Regions from separate parts of the Sus scrofa genome. Here regions 1 and 3 are each linked to region 2. Evidence: chromatin contacts called from public HiChIP or PLAC-seq data. All regions are on one chromosome and are shown on one strand. The core of a region is the stretch at or near the end of the contact, and the rest is flanking DNA. Distances in the headings are between cores, read along the strand shown. Region 1 has its middle 46 kb from the start of KLF9. Region 2 holds the start of KLF9 (Kruppel like factor 9). Region 3 overlaps LOC110255683 (a long non-coding RNA gene).

Region 1 (2,700 bases), core at 79-2,578, 46 kb after region 2:
CCCAAATCCCAGTCCATCCCACTCCCTCCCTCTCCCCCTTGGCAACTACAGGTCTGCTCTCCACGTTGGTGAGTCTGTTTCTGTTTTGTAGACAAGTTCACCTATGCCACATTTTAGATTCTACATATAAGTGAAATCATATGGTATTTGTCTTTCTCTTTCTGACTTACTTCACATAGTAATGAGAATCTCTGGTTGCAAGCATGTTGCTACAAATGGCATTATTTTGTTCTTTTTATGGCTGAGTAGTCTTCCATTGTGTATATGTACCACATCTTCTTAATCCATTCATCTATTGATGGACATTTAGGTTGTTTCCCTGTCTTGGCTATTGTGAATAGTGCTGCAGCGACCATAGGGATGCATATATCTTTTTGAAAGAAACTTTTGTCCAGCTATATGCCCAGGGGTGGGATTGCTAGATCATATGGTAGTTCTATATTTAGTTTTCAGGAATATAATACTGTTTTCTATAGTGGTTTTACCAATTTGCATTCCCACCAGTAGTGTAGGAAGGTTCCACAATCCCATATTTTAACAGTTTTTAATATTCCATACATCTCACAGGTTGCTTCAGTGTTCTTGATGTAAATTCCTCAACATTTAGTTTCTGAAGAGCCACAATGTTTGGAACTGAGCAGCACAAACAATGTGATGAGAGTTATCACCAGATGACAAGTAATTTTGTACCACAATTCCAGAATATGCTGAAGAACAGTCAAAAAGCAAAGTCCAAGCAAGAGAACAAGCTTTTGTGTCCTGTCCTCTGGTTCATCTGCTTTAGGTGATGCTCTCTGAGACATATCCCAGCCCTCTTTCGCCTATGTTTTCCTTAGACCCCAATCCAACAGAGAACTGCACTTCATGGTAACACACCTCTCTGTAAAGATGTTTCTTCCATTTGGAAGCTACAGCTGAGGCAGGAGGGCAGATAATGAACAGTCTTTCCACCTGATCTCTATGGGTTCCAAAGACATCCTATTTATTTTTGCAAAATGAATCCAGGTTTTATATAAAGTAGTTTTATATTTCCACATTAGAATATAAAAGAAGGAATAGACCTAATACCCTTGTAAGACCCAAAGGAAATCAATTCACTAAGCTGAACATTCTACTCTTCTTGTTTATATACTCAGTAATGATTTTTAAGACTAGACTTTGGCTATAAATTCTGTCCATTTTAATAATATGATAGTTATTTTACCAGCAAAAGCAGGTTTATTCCAGGAGAGCCAGAGGAATTGTAATTTAGAATATATGAGGCATGGGGGACCGTAAGTGAATCCGGAAGCAAGGAAGGGGAACTTGCTTTTTATAGGAAAAAGAGGAGGGGTGGAAGGGGCTCTAGTAAATAAAAAATCCCTTGGAGGAAGCTGAGAGTCCAAAGTCTGAAGGCTTCTCATTGATTAGGCTGCTACAGTTTCTGATTGGCTGGACTGTCATGGGGCAGCGTTCTCTTCTTCCTGCCTAATAGTAATGTAGGCAACACTTTCACTTTCCTGTCCCAGATGTATGCATAGGTTACTTACTGTCTGGAGTAAGTGATAATGCGTAGAGCCCATGAGAGCTCCCCCTACAGGCTTGTCCCAACTCCAAGTTTAGCTGAGACTGCTTTAATTCCACGCTTAATAACAAGTATGGGTTATAATCATCAGTAAAGAAATTCTTCTCCTCCCTCTGTAATGATGATAAATAGATCATTTTTAATTTTAAATGAGAGGATGTCTTCTAGATGGCTTTTAGACATTGATTTTTGCTTATTCTATATCAAAACCCTCTTATGGAGACCCCCCAGGAACTGGTATCAACAATAGATAAGGCATGGAGTTCCCATTGTGACTCAGCAGAAGCAAATCTGAATAGTATCCATGAGGACGCAGTTTTGATCCCTGGCCCTGCTCAGCGTGTTAAGATCTGGCGTTGCTATGAGTTGTGGTATAGGTTGCAGACCCTACTCAAATCTGGTGTGGCTGTGGCTCTGATTGGACTCCCAGCCTGGGAACTTCCATACAGCGCTCCTACAGCCCTAAAAAACAAACAAAAAAAAAAACCCACAAAACAAACAGAAAAAAACAATAGATAAGGCAAAAAAAAAAAAAAAAAAAAAACCCAACAAACAGGTAAGCAAAACTTTGCAAGAAATAGCCTTCATGGTATGATTTGCTCTGGAATGAGAATCTCTTTATTAATTATCAAAGTCTCTTTTTCTCTGTTAATAGGGATGGTCAGGTTGATTTTTTTTTTAAGTTCTCAATATCTTATCAAATCAATGGTTTTAATGTTTTTAACAGCTTTGGTGAGATATGACTGACATACAAGAAACTGCATATATTTAAAGTGCACAGTTTATTTTGACATGTGTATACCCCTCATGAAAACAATCACAATCAAGGTAATGAACTTATCTACCAGCAGCCTCAAAATTTTCTCGTGCCCCTTTATAATTGCTCCATCTCATTCCTTTCTACTCACCTCTGCCACCTACCCAGGCAACCACTGATTGTTTTCTGACGCTATAAATTGGTTTATATTTTTAAGAATTTTGTATAAATAAAAGAATATAGTTCTATTTATTTTGGGGAGGGGGGGTCTGTCTCCCTTGCTCAGTATAATTATTTTGATCTCTATCCATATAATATTCCATTGCATGGATATACCATACCTTGTTTATCCATTCATCTATTGATGGGTACTTGGATA
Region 2 (2,700 bases), core at 61-2,560:
ACAAAACCAGATTGAGGTTTTCTCATTTGTGTTTATTCTTGAGCAACTTGGCCTGACATATTTAGTTGTTTTTTTTAATTATAAACTCACGATGCACTTATTCATCACCCATGCTTTCCCATACATATCTCAGTTTTACTACTAACAACACAAAGTACAAGGATATGTTCAGTTTCACTACAGCTCTTCGCGTTTACAAGAGTGGAGCGCTTGCCTTCAAAACGCCCTTCTGATTGGCTGAGCCTATGTTAGTGACATCAACCAACTTACTTTTGATTGGAAGGTTGGTTGCTGGGACTGTAGCGTTTGCAGGAAGTCACTTAACTCTTTGAGAGCTGGAAAACAAACTGAAGTTCTCTTTTGTCATTAAGAACAAGCGCAACTGAGTAGGGAAGGTGTGTCCCACAGCTCCGAAAGCTGGATTGTGAGCCAGGAGGTCTGGACCAGCTAAGGGGTTGAGAAGCACTCCAGAAGATGCGCGACTGCTTTTTTGCAACCTCTCGGCTGTTACCCTTTTAAATGTCAGCGTTCGAGGCTGTAGGGGTAGCACGAGGCATCGAAACGGAACAGTCGGATTGGCCGCATGTCTCAGTTCTAGACGCACCTCTCCACCGAAAGGCCGTTCTGACTGGCAGGGGGAGAAAGTAAACAGAGTTGAATCACCCTCCCCACTGGCCAATTGGAGGGGGTTTGGATTGTGACGTGATGGGATTCTGCGAAATTGTTACTGAGCGAGAGAATGCCGGAACGGTGCGGACCGGCAAGAGCAGGGTCTCAGAAGCCGTCAGTGGACTGGGGGAAAAGTGTCTCTTAGACCTGGCGCTAGGTCCGGCCGTTGCCACCCGCATCCAGGTGGTCGGGTGAATGTCCTGGGGCTTTGGCTCGACGGAGAGGCGGCTGAGGGCGTGTACCTCTCTTGCAGTTTCCTCTCTCAGCGCCTCGGGGGCGTTTTTGGTCGAATAAACTTGCGACCGCCACGTGTGGCACCTTTCCAAGGGAGCCGGCTCGGAGCGGCCGGCGCGCCCGTCGGGGGTATAGCGCCCGGCGTGGGGCACCATCGGCGGCGAGAAGCGGCGGCGCAGCGAAGCCCGGGGCCGTGGATGCTGCGTGCGGAGGCGCTGCCGGTTACGTAAAGATGAGGGGCTGAGGTCGCCTCGGCGCTCCTGCGAGTCGGAAGCGCCCCGCGCCCCCGCCCCCTTGGCCACCGCGCAGCGCCGCGCTCATCGTCCGAGGCCAGGGCACAGCGAGCCGAACCTCTGCAGCCACCACCAAGTTTGGCCGCGTCGCTGGGGCTGCTGTCGCCCGCACCATGTCTGCGGCCGCCTACATGGACTTGTGGCTGCCCAGTGTCTGGTTTCCATTTCGAACCGCGCTGCGGTGCCGGAGCATGGGGGCGCTCCGGACGCCGAGCGGCTGCGACTACCTGAGCGTGAGGTGACCAAGGAGCACGGTGACCCGGGGGACACCTGGAAGGATTATTGCACGCTGGTCACCATCGCCAAGAGCTTGTTGGACCTGAACAAGTACCGACCCATCCAGACCCCTTCGGTGTGCAGCGACAGCCTGGAGAGTCCTGATGAGGATATGGGATCCGACAGCGACGTGACCACCGAATCTGGGTCGAGTCCTTCCCACAGCCCGGAGGAGAGACAGGATCCTGGCAGCGCGCCCAGCCCGCTCTCCCTCCTCCACCCTGGAGTGGCTGCGAAGGGGAAACACGCCTCCGAAAAGAGGCACAAGTGCCCCTACAGTGGCTGTGGGAAAGTCTATGGAAAATCCTCCCATCTCAAAGCCCATTACAGAGTGCATACAGGTTAGCGGCGTCTCCTTCTTCCCGCAAGCTCTGGGGTTAGTTAACCTTTGGCCGGGCAGCCTTTCTGGGAGTTAACAACGCACTTGGCCGAAAGGGTGCAAAAATTTTGGATAAGATGCTGTTTAACTCTTAAAAAAATTGAACTGTGTAGAGACAGAAAGCTCACTCTCTTCTTAATCGTCCCCAGCCTCTAGAAGCCATGGAGAGCATTAACCTGGCGGGGCGGAGTGAGTGCTGAGCGCCAGCCCCCGTGCGTGGCCACGCGGGGAGTGGTGCCTCCCCTCCCTGTCCCGCCCCGCCCCCCGCCGGACTCCAGCACCGGCGGCAGTGGGGCCACCCCACCTGGGCAGACGCTGACGGGGGTTGAGGGACACAGTCAAACCACTGTGTTATCTTTTATTTTATTCTCTTGTGGGATTGCAGCGAAGTGGCCAAACCTGGGGAGAAGCGGCGCACTTTACAGGGAACCTTTTAGGAATGACTAAGGGTTCGCTGGTTTAGCTGTATGCTTGCTACTTTTCAGGCCTTGCCAAGGTGCTTTTAAATTTGGCCAAGAATCCCCAGAGAGCTTTAAAATAATACTGCTTCAGGCAGCAGATGAGTTTGATCAAGTGATGGTTTGTTAACTTCACGACTAGTTAGCCTTTTAAATGAGAGATTCAGAGAGGATTTTTCTCCACGTGATTTAGGTCGCACCGGGCGGCCCTTAGCAAGGAGGTGTGGTCCTTGCCGAGGTCAAGGCTGATAATGAAGGTTGGGATGTTCTGGAGGCCCCAAGGAAGGTTATTTCCCAGGGAAAGCGAAGGCAGGGCTGACCAGAGGCATGTGGCTGAGACATCCGCAGTATAAAATGAGCTTTAGAGACTTACAGGGGCCTTGGTCAGCCA
Region 3 (2,700 bases), core at 22-2,521, 47 kb before region 2:
TCCATGAGGATGCGGGTTCGATCCCTGGCCTTGCTCAGTGGGTCATCAGTCTGGCATTGCTGTGTTGTAGGTCACAGACACAGCTTGGATCTGGCTTTGCAGTGGCTGTGGTATAGGCCGGCAGCTACAGCTCCTATTTGACCCCTAGCCTGGGAACCTCCATATGCCTCAGGTGCGGTCCTAAAAAGACAAAAGACAAAAAAAGAAAAAAAGAATCCACTGCTATTAAAAGTAATAATAAGTTGATGGAGTTCCCACTGTGGCTCAGCAGAAATGAACCCAACTAGTACCCATGAGGTCACAGGTTTGATCCCTCGCCCCCAGCTCAGTTGGGTTAAGGATCCAGCATTGCCGTGAGTTGCAGCGTAGGTTGCAGACGCAACTCGGATGGATCTGGTGTTGCTGTGGCTGTGGTGTAGGCCAGCAGCTGTAACTCCAATTTGACCCCTTGCCTGGGAACTTCCATATGCCTTGGGTAGGACCCTAAAAAGAGAAAAAAAGAAAGTAGTAATAGGTTGAAATCTACTGTTGCCTATCTGATAGAGGTCTTACCCTCAGATCCTCCAAGCATACCCTAAACTATTTATCAGTGTGCCTCTAAATTGGAGACTCAGCCCTAAAACTAGGCAAAGATTGTCTTCAAAGAGAAATTTCAGATCATCTTACCAAGCATTGGTTACACCTCTTGAGTTGGTAATTTACGTGGAGGCAAAGGACCCAAAACCCTTACTATCTATTCTCTCAGGCCATATAGTAAATTGGGGAACCCCTGTAACATCTCTTGAGAGCCTGAACACCTGAAAGAAGTCACAGGCCCTGGAGGCCTTCCTTTTCCTTATAGGAAAGTATCTTTTGTTGTCATAGTCCCTTGAATGCCTACGAGGGAACAAGAAAGGAAGAAAGAAAGAAATCTAGGAGAGATGGTGACAGACTTGTTCATTTCCAAAGTGCAAGCCTGAGTGCTGACTCAGAGAAAGGACATCACAGGCTTTTTGTTCTTCCAAGAACTGTAATGCTTGGGATTTTTAATTTCAAGATGTGAAAAGCAAATGATCAGGGCCCAAATCAGAGAGAACACAACGATTTCAACAATTTGGGGGTTATCTTCCCTGTTTTTCCCCCTCCGTGTCTGTATGGTTCCTCAAACAAAGTGGGTTGGAAAAGTTCAAGCTCAGTTCACAGAAGAGAACATTCTGTACTCTGCACAACAGGCTGGGCTGCTCTCTGTAAAACAAAATCAACAGCATGATCTCAGCCACTGCGGCGGCAGGCACCGCTCCGCCAGCCCACGGCCCCAGCGTTTGAATAGACCGGCTGTCAAAGGCGCCCTGTGGACAGGACACGTGGAAGGTGCAGCCCCACGCGCATGCGCCCCCACCCCCCACCCGCTGGAGACACAGGCCACAGAAATGACTTTCTGTCCAATTGTTACTTCTCTTTCCCAGAGGGTCAAGGAAGTTGTTTGGATATTTCTCCTTGGGGAGTAATTACAGCTGAAATATTTCCAAGGAAACAGCCCCCTGTGTGTGCACTTCTACTCTGGCATTCATTGGAGCTTTTCAATCTGTTTGGATATTACTGTAATCAAATGACAGCATTAACACTAAATAACGCTGCTGCTTCCCTACTGGGGGCAGGGAGACAGGAAAGGAAAGAGGCATGCCCCCTCCCCCACCTCCTCAGTTTTTCAGTTTTATTCTGGCTCCCTGGCCGCCTTCTTTTGTCTAGAATTTAGAATGTAATTCAGTAAATATTTAGTGAGTACATATTTGGTGCCAGGAACTGTCCATAGAATAATACCTGTAGCAAGGTTTTCCTAGGGAGTGAAAACCTGGCCTTGAAGCCAGTCAGTGGAGGAAGAAAAGCGGAGCTGTGTGTGGGCATCACCAGTGGAAAGTGGGAGGGAGAGGCGAGGGGGTTCTCCAGGAGGGTTGAGGGACTAAGGTACTGGACCGCCCTGCCCGTGGATGGGAGTTCCTAAGTGTGGCAACACAGATATCTGGAATGGGGCTACTCACCCAGCATTCCTTCTATGCTGAATTCAAGCCTGTTTGCTAGAGGAAGAAACAAGAATGCATAGCTGCCCTGCATCAGGGGAATGGAATTGCCATCCTCTGCCTCCTTTAAAGTCACCCTTTCTTACAGGGGCTGCAAGACAGGACTCCGAGACCAGGGCAGGGTGAGGGGCGGCGTGGAGAAATGGCATGTGGAAAAGCAGGGGCTTCTGTGCTTGTGAAGGGCTTGGAACCCTGGCTTACTGTCTGTATGGGCTCAGGTGAGATTCTCAGACTTGGAGCCCAAGAGTCTTCTCAGCTGTGCCCTCCCTCAGCTATTAACTGGGGAGAGAAATCCCTGTTTTGTAGAACTCTTGACTTTGTGGAATGTAAGGAAATAATATATGCCTTTTCTTGGCAGAGAGTAGACATTTAATAAATAGTAACCATTGTTATAGTTAATGTAAGTACTGTTCAGAGAAAGCTGTTAACTGAAGTAGGTTAAGAACTTCTACCAGTATGTCCTCTGAAAAGTGTTCTTGCCCATGTCGTTTACAATTCATTGATTTACTGGATGTCTGCTGAGCACCTGCCCCCAGAACTGTGCTCTGTGTGAGGCACTGTGACAGACACTGGGCCAACAAAAGACCCCTCCTCAAGCAGCTTCCCGCACCTGTCCAGGGAGGGAGTTTTTACAGGACAATGG

What was found. HiChIP or PLAC-seq counts read pairs in DNA pulled down with a chosen protein or histone mark.
Region 1: an H3K27ac HiChIP or PLAC-seq map of alveolar macrophages shows a contact between it and region 2. The contact joins the enhancer-like site here to the promoter of KLF9 in region 2. A contact is called at or near these places in 1 of 5 promoter capture datasets (liver), 6 of 47 Hi-C or Micro-C datasets (epiblast stem cells, liver, retroperitoneal adipose tissue and 2 more) and 2 of 2 datasets of contacts at active chromatin or transcription factors (alveolar macrophages and skeletal muscle).
Region 3: a contact with region 2 is called in an H3K27ac HiChIP or PLAC-seq map of skeletal muscle, with 3 times the contacts expected there. The contact joins the enhancer-like site here to the promoter of KLF9 in region 2. A contact is called at or near these places in 1 of 5 promoter capture datasets (liver), 18 of 47 Hi-C or Micro-C datasets (adipose tissue, alveolar macrophages, brain and 9 more) and 2 of 2 datasets of contacts at active chromatin or transcription factors (alveolar macrophages and skeletal muscle).

The regions. Positions count from the first base shown.
Region 1 is chr1:223,700,664-223,703,363 of Sscrofa11.1, reverse strand. No RefSeq gene overlaps it. Among named protein-coding and RNA genes, the nearest start is that of KLF9, 46 kb to the left of the region's middle. Within about 2 kb of position 1,328, at least 13 of the 83 cell types and tissues checked have an H3K27ac peak or open chromatin away from gene starts, as enhancers often do. A contact at or near this core is called in alveolar macrophages, liver, retroperitoneal adipose tissue and 1 more, where this site is marked.
Region 2 is chr1:223,746,271-223,748,970 of Sscrofa11.1, reverse strand. It overlaps KLF9 (Kruppel like factor 9), which reads left to right and starts at 1,310. Exons shown (of 3, transcript NM_001011504.1): 1 at 1,310-1,333; 2 at 1,336-1,813. The coding sequence starts at 1,310.
Region 3 is chr1:223,792,887-223,795,586 of Sscrofa11.1, reverse strand. The region is part of intron 2 of LOC110255683 (a long non-coding RNA gene); the gene reads left to right. Among named protein-coding and RNA genes, the nearest start is that of KLF9, 47 kb to the right of the region's middle. Within about 2 kb of position 1,271, at least 45 of the 83 cell types and tissues checked have an H3K27ac peak or open chromatin away from gene starts, as enhancers often do. A contact at or near this core is called in adipose tissue, alveolar macrophages, brain and 6 more, where this site is marked.